3 separate regions of the Sus scrofa genome follow, and all the other regions are linked to region 3. A link is a contact called in public Hi-C and HiChIP or PLAC-seq data. All regions are on one chromosome and are shown on one strand. The core of a region is the stretch at or near the end of the contact, and the rest is flanking DNA. Distances in the headings are between cores, read along the strand shown. Region 1 overlaps UAP1 (UDP-N-acetylhexosamine pyrophosphorylase). Region 2 has its middle 40 kb from the start of DDR2. Region 3 overlaps DDR2 (discoidin domain-containing receptor 2).

Evidence for each region. Hi-C and Micro-C count contacts between places; a contact is called where the count stands out from the background. HiChIP or PLAC-seq counts read pairs in DNA pulled down with a chosen protein or histone mark.
Region 1: an H3K27ac HiChIP or PLAC-seq map of skeletal muscle shows a contact between it and region 3. The contact joins two enhancer-like sites. A contact is called at or near these places in 2 of 47 Hi-C or Micro-C datasets (embryonic fibroblasts and liver) and 2 of 2 datasets of contacts at active chromatin or transcription factors (alveolar macrophages and skeletal muscle).
Region 2: a contact with region 3 is called in a Hi-C map of liver, with 6 times the contacts expected there. The contact joins two enhancer-like sites. A contact is called at or near these places in 2 of 47 Hi-C or Micro-C datasets (embryonic fibroblasts and liver) and 2 of 2 datasets of contacts at active chromatin or transcription factors (alveolar macrophages and skeletal muscle).

Annotation. Positions count from the first base shown.
Region 1 is chr4:87,971,114-87,974,812 of Sscrofa11.1, forward strand. All of the region lies in intron 5 of UAP1 (UDP-N-acetylhexosamine pyrophosphorylase), which reads right to left. Among named protein-coding and RNA genes, the nearest start is that of UAP1, 21 kb to the right of the region's middle. Within about 2 kb of position 1,703, at least 7 of the 83 cell types and tissues checked have an H3K27ac peak or open chromatin away from gene starts, as enhancers often do. A contact at or near this core is called in skeletal muscle, where this site is marked.
Region 2 is chr4:87,949,937-87,953,589 of Sscrofa11.1, forward strand. No RefSeq gene overlaps it. Among named protein-coding and RNA genes, the nearest start is that of DDR2, 40 kb to the left of the region's middle. Within about 2 kb of position 2,300, at least 1 of the 83 cell types and tissues checked has an H3K27ac peak or open chromatin away from gene starts, as enhancers often do. A contact at or near this core is called in liver, where this site is marked.
Region 3 is chr4:87,798,262-87,802,223 of Sscrofa11.1, forward strand. All of the region lies in intron 3 of DDR2 (discoidin domain-containing receptor 2), which reads right to left. Among named protein-coding and RNA genes, the nearest start is that of HSD17B7, 57 kb to the left of the region's middle. Within about 2 kb of position 1,305, at least 14 of the 83 cell types and tissues checked have an H3K27ac peak or open chromatin away from gene starts, as enhancers often do. A contact at or near this core is called in liver and skeletal muscle, where this site is marked.

The sequences.
Region 1 (3,699 bases), core at 453-2,952, 170 kb after region 3:
GATGTTTTTGCTGTGTTTGATTAATAATTTAGCGTGCCTCAGAGTATTTTGAAAAATCTGTCCCCATTTTGAAGTCTATCCAAAGTATACATAGAATTATATCAATAAAGTTGAAACTTTTCTGCAGCAATTGATTCCTTAAAATAAATACAGCAGGAGCAGTCCCTTCCAAACAACTAAAGCCACTGTTGAGCACTACGTTTACACAGCAATTAGAGATATAGGTACTGTGTGTAGCTCAGTGAGGCTGGGCTACTGGATACGCAGGCCTGCTGTGTAGTTTCACTGTTTGCCACCCTGAAAGGAGTACAGTATTCAGTGAAAAGAAACTTTTCTACCACGGAAATGGATTAAACTGGGGGGAAGCATACAGCAAAATTGATTTAAACCAATCATGAGCCTATTTGCAATTCTAGTCTATCGAGCCATCACCACCTCTCACTTTGTATACTCCACAGTGGGTATCTTAGTAGACAGGGAAGCTGGAATAGAGATGTATTTTCCATTCACTTCTATATACCCCTATTCCTGACTAGCCATGGAAAATGAAAAGAAGCAAATACACATTTTACTTCCCAAGTGTTAATCTGCCAGTGAAAGGTTTACTTTTATAACAACCATGAACCTCCAAATACTATAAAAGTCTAGATTACAAAAGAAAGCATTTGGAAAGTGCATAAAGTTGAAGGTCAGTTTATATTATACAGAAAAGATATTCAGTTTAAAATTATGAAGCTTCTTAATTTCCTACAACTTAAATCTTGAAAAGCTGAGTTGAAAATAACAGTCCAGGCCCAAAGTTGCTGCAGCTACTTTACAAAATGATCTTTAACAACCACTCCTACTTTTCCAGCTGTGTACTTTTGTAAGCCACTCCACTAAGTCTTTTCTCAAGGCACTCCATAAAACATACTTAATTCGCCAAAACAGAAGCCTACTAAAAAAGTACTGCAAAGAATTCTACTACCACACTAAGAATAACTCCTTGATTTAAGTGATTTAAAAAATATATATTTAATATCTTGATTTTTAAATTACAAGGGTGGGAGGGCAGATTACATAAATGGTTTCTAACATTTATAAAAGTTTTTAACATATACCAGTCTTGTCATATTTTGGTTCCATCTGAACATTTATTTATTCACTGAGTAAACTACTACATTATACGCCAGACACAATACTAAACAGGATTTGTCTTAGAGGAAATCCTGAGACAGAATTTGTCCTAGAGAAGCCAGGGGTCGTGGAGAAGAGAGGATGGTTACATTTACAGCCCTGTATGATTTTTAGCATGCTCATAAAAGTTAGCACACCAATTCAAAGTTTTCTTGAGCTGCCAAGCAAAAACACAATTGAAGAGTTTGGTTTTATAATGTGATATAATACTAGAACTAAGAATTGGTTCTTAATTAATCCTAGAACTAACACTTAGTTAATACTAGAACTAAGAATAGGTTCTTAGTTAATTGGTTCTTAGTTAGTCCTCTGCTAATGTGATAAAGGACCTGGAGCCTGGAACTTAATGAGTCCTGGAACTCAGGGTGCTCATTCCTGAGATCAAAGAGGTTGACCAGGTAATCTCTGAGGCCCCTTCCAGGTTCAACATTCTCTAATCATTTAGAATTTAAACTGATTCTTAAACTCAGCAGTAAAATTTAAGTTTCTGTTTTAGAAAGAAGAGTGACACCAAGTGGAACAAAGCAGAAATACACAGTTTTGATTTGTTTTTTAAAGCTCAATAGTTACATAATTACAATCCAATGCACTTGTATCTATTACAATTTAGCAGGTATTTATTTACAATACAGCACAGACACTCCCAGTACTGAAGCAGGTGGAGGTATTCAATCAATGAACTAAACCAACCACTTACTTTCAGAGCCAGGAGGAGTCTTATTAGGTTTGCCAGCCTGATCTCTCAAAACTTGTGCTTGTAAATTTAAGACTTCGGCTTCGATGACTTTGCATTAGATTTGTAGATTAATTTTGGGAGAAATGACATCTTTATAATAGAAAGTCGCCAATCAGGAATATGATATGTCTCTTACAGCAGCTCTTCTCCTTAAATTCATATATTTAAAACTTATATGTAGTTTAATTTGTTTTTGTCAGAAGTCTATATGGTTTTGACTTTTGGCAGAAAGTGTCAATATTACACAATTATTGTTTCTTCTAACATCTTTATGGTTTTTACTTTGTAATCCATTTGAAATTGATTCTGGTATAAGCTCTGAAGAAGACATCTTACTTTATTTTAGCCAGTTATCCCATTCATTTTCCCCCAATGATTTGAAATGCCATTTAAAAAATGTACATTTTAAAAAAGTACATTCTTACATACATATGGTTTTGTTTCTTTCTTTTCTTTTCTTTTTTTTTTTTTTTTTAGCGATGCAACTACAACATACGGAAGTTCCTGGGTGAGGGGTCGAATCAGAGTTGTAGCTGCCAGCCTTCGCCACAGCCACAGCAACGCAGGATCCAAGCAACGTCTGCAACCTAGACAAAAACTCACAGCAATGCTGGATCCCAAACTTACTGAGCGAGGCCAGGGATGGAACCCACAGCCTAATAATTCCTAGTCAACCTCATAATTACTAGTCGGATTCATTTCCACTGAGCCACAAGGGGAGCTACTGTGTGGCTTTGTTTCTGACTGATTTGCTTCATTAATCTGTCATTACATTCTGGTTTCAGCACTACACTCCTAGCTACTTTTTATCTATCATCTATTTTAATACCTGATAGACTGCTTCCTTCTTTATCATCATCTTTTTTCAACATTTTCCTGGCCATCTTTACATGTTTATTCTAAACTTTATAATCATTTTGTTAAATGTGCCCAAAACAGTTTCATTGGGACTTTGTGATCAGGACTGTGTTATACTTCAATTCAGTGCGAACTGATACTTTTAAAGATTTCTAGAAAAATAATATTTATATTAATATTTATAAATCTTCCCAGGTGTTATTAAGGCCTATCATGTCATAAAAGCAAGTCTCTTACATTATCATATATGCAACTAAAAAAAAATGTTAAAAAGATCTATACCAAGGACACCCTCGTTACACTCATTATGTGGCATGACAAACCTCCTTCTGTCTCAATATCAGCATGTTTATGGTCATTTAAGAAGTTATTTTATTTCCTTAATTGCCCTTACCCTCAATCTGCAAATTTCTACCTTATTCACAAGACTATCGTGAGTTACCTTGTCAAAGGCCTTGTTGAAGTCCAAATCTGCTATTTCTATCACATATGCTTTATCTACTACTCCAAAAACTTAGGAAGAAACTGGGTTACTCTTATCAAATACAACTTGATATGAGTAAATCCAACACCTTGATATTAATAAATCCATCCCAGGCCTAGTGCCGACCATTTACTTTCCCAGGTACCTACAAATCATCTTCACATATTTTAAACTCTTACCTGTGATGGATTAATCAGAAAGAATCAAATGTCGCCAATTTAAGAAAAAAACTGGATGTGGGATAGTTTAGCTACCTTATTTTTTTTTTTCTCATTTTACTGGAGTATAGTTACTTTAGAAAATGAATGGTTCTGGGGAATTCCCGTTGTGGTGCAGCAGAAAGGAATCCAACTGGTATCCATGAGGATGCATGTCTGATCCCTGGTCCTGCTCATGGTGCTCATGGGTCAGGGATCCAGCGTTGCTGTGAGCTGTGGTGTAAGCT
Region 2 (3,653 bases), core at 1,050-3,549, 150 kb after region 3:
TAATTGATTTTTTGTTTAAATAAACTTTTAATTTTAGAAGTGTTAGATTTATAGATTAAGAGGATATCAGAAGACAGTTCCTAGGTACCCCATGCCCAGTGTCCTCTATTATTATCTTACATTAGTATGACACATTTGTCATAATTAATGAACCAGCATTGATACATTATTATTAACTCAAGTCCATGCTTTATTCAAATTTACTCAGTTTTTTCCTAAAGGCCTTTTCCTGTTCTAGGTGTTCCCATCCAGGATACTACATTATATTTAGCTGTCCTCTCTCCTTAGGTTCCTCTTGGCTGTGACAATTTCTCAGACTTTCCTTGTTTTTGATGACCTTGACAGTTTTGAGGCTTACTAGTTAGGTATTTTGTAGACTGTCCTTCAATTGGGAATTGGCTGATATTTTTATCATGGTTAGACTGAAGTTATGAATTTTGGAGAGGAAGACTTTAGAGATACATTCCTCTCTCATCACATCCTATCAGTGTTACACACTATTAAACTAATCATATTGACATTAACCTTGATGATCTGGCTTGAAATGGTGTTTGTCAGCATCTGCCACCGTAACGTTGCTCTTTTTTTTTTTTCCTTGTCATACTGTACTCTTTGGAAGAAAGTCACTATGCACAGTCCACACTTGAGGATAAAGTTGGCTATTCTAGGCCTTTTGTCTTTTCACATGAACTTTAGAATCCGTTTGTCAATATCTACTAAATAGCTAGCTGAGATGTTGACTGGGATCACGTTGAATCTACAGATCAAGTTGGGGAAACTAACATCTTAAATTTCAATGTCTGTTGCTGGGAAACAGAAATACTATTAATTTTTATATATTGATCTTGTATCCTACAACCTTGCTAAACCAACTTATTAATTCTAATAACTTTCATATAGATCCTAAAGGATATTCTAGGTAGATGATCACCCCATCTGCAAAGAAAGGCAGGTTTACTTTTTCCTTTCCAATCTGGATGCCTTCTATATATCTCTCTTGCCTTACTACACTGGCTAAAACTTCCACACAACATTGAAGTGGCAACGATGAACATACTGCCTTGTCCCTGATTTTTAGGGAGAAAGCACACAATCTTTCACTGTTGTGATATTAAATTATAGATTCTACATAGATTTTTCATATTTACCCCTTATATCCCTAGTGCAGTAAGACATTTCATCAGGAAAGGATGTTGAATTTTGTGAAATGCATTTTAATTTGTCATTTACACTGAGTAACTTGCAAATATTAAACCAATCATGCATTCCCAGGATATACTCCATTTTGTTATAATACATTATCTGTTTTATGTATTGGATTTGATTTGCTAAAATATTGTTCAGTTTTATACCTATATTCATGGCAGCCAGGCTGTAAGATGACCCCCAATGATCTGCCTCCCTTGAGCAGTCCTCTCCTGTATTATTCCACAATAATTGACCAATATAGTGTAAGTATTGCTGTGTCACTCCTGAGAATAGCTTACAGAAGACACTGTGGCTTCCATCTTGCTTGCTCTCTCTCACTTGGATCACTCATGCTGAGGAAAGCTAGCTTCCATGTTATAAGCATTCCTATAGAGAGGTCCACACAGCAAAAGAATTGAGGCCTCTTGCCAGTGGCCATATGAGTGAGTTTAACATCAGATTCTCCAGCCCTAGTCAAGCCTTCAGATGACTTCCACCTTGGATGATAGATTGATTACAACCTGATGAGAAAACCTAAGCCAGAATCATCTAGCTAAGCCACTCTCTGAATTCCAAATCCTCAGAAACTAAGAAAATACATGTTTTGTTATGAAGCAATAAAAATAACAGACATTAAATTACATGGAACAGTTTGACCTTTTCTGGCCTTGTTTTTAAGCTTTGTTAGGCTGCAGAAGAACTCAATCTAAGCAAGACCTTTCTTAGTACTTTACTCAATACCCTGTGAATAACGAGGATTTCCATTCCAGGTACTGTTCTTTCTGTTCTTTCAGATGGTTCTTTCCTCAGCCTCAAGTGGCCTCTCTGTTCACAGGTGTACTAATGATGCTCACCTGAATACTCAAAGGAGTACCTCTGCAGATTTCGTTTTCTTTGTGCAGCTCTCTCCTACATAGTATGCTGCCCTATGAATTCCAGCTACTTTGGCTTTCCCAAACTCTCAGGTCCATATCCTCAACTTTCCTGGTTCCTCCTTCCTATGCTATGGCCTATAAATTCTCTCCAGACAGCTAGCTGGGACAGTCATTACTTCATTTGTTTCCTGTCTCCCAGGGATCACTGACCTTCACGGCCTGATGTCCAATGACGTCAGGACTATTGCTTCATTTATTTACTCTGGTGTTTCACATAGGAAGGCAAACCAGGTTAGTCTTTCTTAAGTTCCAGAAAAACAGAACAAATAGGATGTGTGTATATAAAGAAATATTATTTTAAGGAATTAGTTCATGCAATTATTGAGACTGACAAGTCCAAAATCTGTAGGGTAGACTGGAAGCCTGGAGAGCCAAAGAAGAGACAATCTTGCCCTTCAAGTTAAAAGGCCATCTGCTGGCAGACTTCCTTTTTGCTCAGGGGGGGTCAATCTTTGTTCTATTAAGGATGGTCAACCAGATGGGACTAGGCCCACCTACACAATGAAGGGCAATCTGCTTTACTCAAAGCTCAACAATTTAAAGGTTACTCTTACCCAAAAACACCCTCACAGAAACATCCAGAATAACGTTTGACCAAATATCTAGGCACCATGGCCCAAACAAGTTGACACATAAAATTAACCCTCATAGTAGTTTAAGGAAATAAATAATTACATTGAGTGTGAGGAACCTAGATAAAAAGACACAAATATAAAGTCAAAAAGTACCTGATTTTTAAAAATTGAATTTATGAGTATAACTCATGGCGTATTTTTCTTTTTCACAAAAAGCCAAAATGTATATTTTCTAACCCAGTTCCCTAAAAGGGTCTAGAACCTCTAGTAATGAATATTACATGTGCCTAGATTAAAGTATCGAAATACCATTTCTTATTAAAAGGAACCAAAGCATTTTGGAGCCATAGCTTCCTTTGGCAAGCTGGACTACTTTCTCACTACTGGGCACCCTTTTAAGGGCTTGTGATCTCATCTGAAGGTGACTTCATAGGAATTACCCAAATTTAACTGTACTGGGTGAGTCACAGCTCCTGGGAGCATGCAGAGAGGAGTATGGGTGCCACAACTCCCAGAAACTCACTCCTGGCACAGACCTTGACTCTATCATTATTTACACTCTCATCTCAGAGAGAACTGGATCTTCCTAGAATGTGGTCTAGGCCCTTTTTGGCGCAAGAGTGCAGGCTTGATTCCACAAGTGAATTTAGATTTAGATTTAGGAACCTAAATCTTCATTGCAAGAAAATCTCCCCTAAATAAAGTCAGAAAAGTGAATGTGTCAGAATAAATGTGTTAGTAAATATATTTTATGAAACAACTATACAGGTATACAAAAATAATCTGTCTAGAGTAAGGCTGGACATATTTAAGTTGGTTCTAAGACCTCTTGTGATACCAGAAAGCAAAGAAGGTATGAAAGAATACTGGAGTTAGATCAGAAGAACACAGGAGACAATTCGAAGGGGCTCAGTGGCCAACAGTAATGACAAATGACTAATGTATGAAAACACAT
Region 3 (3,962 bases), core at 55-2,554:
GCTACAACCTTCACCAGAAGCTTTGCTTTACTTGTTTACCTCTTGTTGAAACTGTAAGCAATTTTGAGAATAGCAATCATTTCAGATTCTTCCTTTGCCCCTTCAACATAGAGTCAAATAAATGTTCAACATTAGATGGTCAGCCATTAGATGGTCAACACACACTTGCCAAATAAATAAGCAGACAAAGTGGTAGAGAGATGGGTAGGTGGGTGGAAGGGTGAATGCAAGAATTAATGAATGGAGACTGTGAACTTCACCACATGTTGAATTCTTCAGAGCAGCTGCTATGATTGATTCATTTCTCTGTCTCCCAAAGTGCCTGGGCATAGAAGGTACTCAGCCCACATTTGAAAAAAAAAATACCCTTCTCAGCAGGGTATTCAGGGGGCAGTGCTTTCCCCAAGGAGGGCCAAGATTTGTTAGCACGAATGCCATCTTGTTCCCAGCTCACAACAACCTCCAGAGAGGGATGCTCTTTCTGCTCTTTCAAGGGCTTTGTTGGCATTTGCATGAGAGGAAGAGAAGTTCTGACATGAATATTAGTCAGTGGAGGATCTCCAAATCAAGCCAGAGTAAGGCTCTGGGCCCCAAGTTATAAACCCTTTTCAGACAATGAAGTAGAGTTGGTGGTCCACAAGTTGAGACCAAGGAATACAAGGATGAGGAAAGGGAATTCAGAGACAAGAGCCAGCAAAGCAGCCATTAAGGAAAGTTTCTTGATGAATCAGTATTGCCAGAGGCCTCACAGAAAGGACACAGGAAAAGAGGCAAGCTGATCTTGGATGGCCTTTCTCATCCTAGTGGGTCTTTGGAACCAGGATGAACCTTGGCCCAGGGCAACCAACGTGGCACTTCTCAGCAGTACCAGTGTGGTTTTCCTATTGACTATGTCTATTTTTGGTAAACTTCTGTGGAAGGGATTCCAGCCAATAGTGAAGACAGAACTGCCAAGTAGGCTCAAGTCCTAAATGTCAGGTCCCCTTCTTTCCCCCAGTCTACTTCATCATTTATCAGAGCCCATCAATCTGCCTCTGAGCTCCACATTATGAGATAGAAAGCAGCATCAAAAAGCAGAAAATAGCAAGGAAAGCAAGAGACCCTGCAGCAAAGAAGTATCACCTGATTTTGCCTTTTGAGTTGTCTTGGTGCTTTCCTGACGCTTCTGCTATCCACCAATCTCCTGGACAGAGAGGCCAACTCATTTTTCGAGTTTCCCAGAGTGGAAAACTACTGGCACTGGCTGCTGCATGCCCAGGCGGAAACTCGCTCCATCCTGAGCTCTGGTAGGGCCTGGCAAGCAGGCTGAGGAGAAGCAGCTGCCACCAGGCCCCAGCTTCCAAGAATTACTTTCACACTGTGCTGCCAAAGTTGGGAGCCTGAAAGGGCTGCTTGTTCCATAATGTTTACCATCTCACTGTTAGCTCTAGACCACAAGCTCCCCCGTCAATGAGTGTTCTATATGCAGCTTCCAGGAAAACACACACATGGCACACATGAGGCCTGGGGCAAGGAGAGCCAACAGCTGGGCCTCTTCGGGCACAGAGAAGATACAATTTGACCGACAGAAGTGGGGGTGGGGAACTGTGTGTGCAGTTATGTGGGTCAGCTGGGGGACCCAAGACAGTCCATGGCCTAAAGGAACATCTGGACCATAAAGCTTTAGAGCCAAGACTTTAGGAAACCAACCCTCTGATGGCTCCATGTTAAATATCAGAACTTCTGAGGCCCAGAGAGGTGAATTGACTTACTCAAAGATGTACAGCTGACTAGTGTAGTCAGGACTGAAGTTCAGATCTCCTGATCCTCGGTTCCTCTTTCATCAAGCCTGGCCACCTTGACCTAGTTTTTCTAGCTTGAGAGGGAATAAGGTGGTCTGATTAAAGTGTGATTTGGGCCCCTTCTTTCCACAAGCTCTATTAGCAGGCTACTTCAGACTGGATCACTATGCAGGTACATATCTACATGATGGGATCTTGCTAGGTGCCAAGGAAAATTATTTGGGTTCCTATAGATACAAAGAGGCTATTTTGCCAAGACCTCTTTTGCCCAACTTGAAATTTCATATAAGAATAGCCCTCTAAGGGACCTGCCATATAGCAGAGGTAACTCTAATCAATATTCTGTGATAACTTATATGGGAAAAGAAACTGAAAAAGAATGGATATGTGGATGCATATAACAGAATCACCTTGTTGTACAGCAGGAATTATCACAACATTGTAAATCAGCTATACTTCCATAGTTTAAAAAAAAAAAAAAGAATAGCTCTTTATTATTTCAGTTTTCCTAAAAGCCCAAAATACTTTGCAGAAACAAATATTGCAGAGCTCCAGAAGAGAGGTCCCCAAGCTGTAATGGATTTCTTGTTACTGAGATGAGGGTCAGATGAGATAAGTTCTTACTCCTGGTTAACAAAGTTAATAAAAGCCTCATAGTAAAAATAGAGTGCCCTTTCCTTCAACAAGGAGGCAAGTGATAGAGACAGCTGGGTAACTATGCGTTAAGAGCTGAGAAAGAAGCTGCTGCATAGTTTAGAATCATCATAGATCCATGCTTAAAACTTGATTCTGCTACTTCCAAATTGTGGAACCCAAGACAAGTTACTAAGCCTCTCTGCACCTCAATCTCCTCACCCTCAATAACACTGCCAAGCAGGGTTGTTGTAAGGATTTAATATACTGTATACAAAGAACATAGCACACTTCATGAGAGGCAGTAGGGAATCACTAAATAATATCTAAGAGAAAGAGAGGGGTCATTTGTTTTAAATATTACATTCACTCTTTCTTAAGCAATTCAGAGGTTTTATGGCTTTGGGAAGGATTTTTAAGCCTTTAGCCTCTCAGTTTAATGACAATAATAGTACTTGTTTATAAGAATACTATAAGGAGATATGAGTAAACATATGTCAAGTACTTAGATAGTAATGTTTAGAGCAGAGCAATGCTTAGAGAAGTAACATTTAATAAAGATTAGATGTTATTTATTTTTCAATAATTTTACTCTAATTCACTCTAAAAAAATATTGGAGTTGGCTTCCAAAGCTGTATAAGATACTAAGTAAATAAATAAACAAGCAAATAAGTGAAGGAATGTAGGAAAAGGAAAAAAATAGGGACGATTCAAAGCTATGGATAAATCCCAAAACATGTTACACTTGGTTCTTTACTGTTTGCTGGGATAGTCCTCACATTTGACTCTGAGCTTCCTACTAGCCAGTTCAAGAAGCAAAGTATAATCAGTTAACATGAATCACAAGGGCAACAAGGTAAAAGCTAAACTTTAATTTTTGTTTCCAAGTGGGATGGAGTAGCCTGCAGTAAGCAATGCTCCCCCTGAGGATAACTAGAAGAGCTAGATAAAATTTAAAAAAATCATCTACTTGAAGGCATCTGATAGTTGCTGAGGTAGTGAGAACAGAGGCACTGCTACTTCAGAAAAGGGAGAATTTGTAGTCAGCTGGGCTAAGGGCAAGACACTGATTCTGGGCTTTGCACCAGTAGGGGGGTTACTGCTTTTGAAATAACCTGGGATCCTTCTAGCAGGCAGCTTATTTTCCTGTTCAGCACATTTGCCAAATACTGGAGTTGTGTAGAGAGGCAGTATAAAAACCTAAGGGAAAACCCTCTGAAAGGCTGAGCTGAGTTTTTGAGTCTGACAAAACAAAGACTAGAGTTCAGGACCCACCAGGAAGAGAGGCCACGGATAAAACATAGGATTTTTTGAAAAGCACTGAATGACAAAGAATCCAAGTTTATACCCTATCAATTGCCCAGAATGAAGATATTCTACCCTACCAAGTAAAGACAGAGCCAATGACTTTACTGTTGACCAATCTGGACTTTGGGTTCACAGGCTCTTAAGAAAATCAAAGATCCAAACACATTTCTAAAGAGAAGAGCACCCTAGCCTCACAGAGAAGTGGGCCAAGCCAGTATCTACCCACATGCAGGGCATCT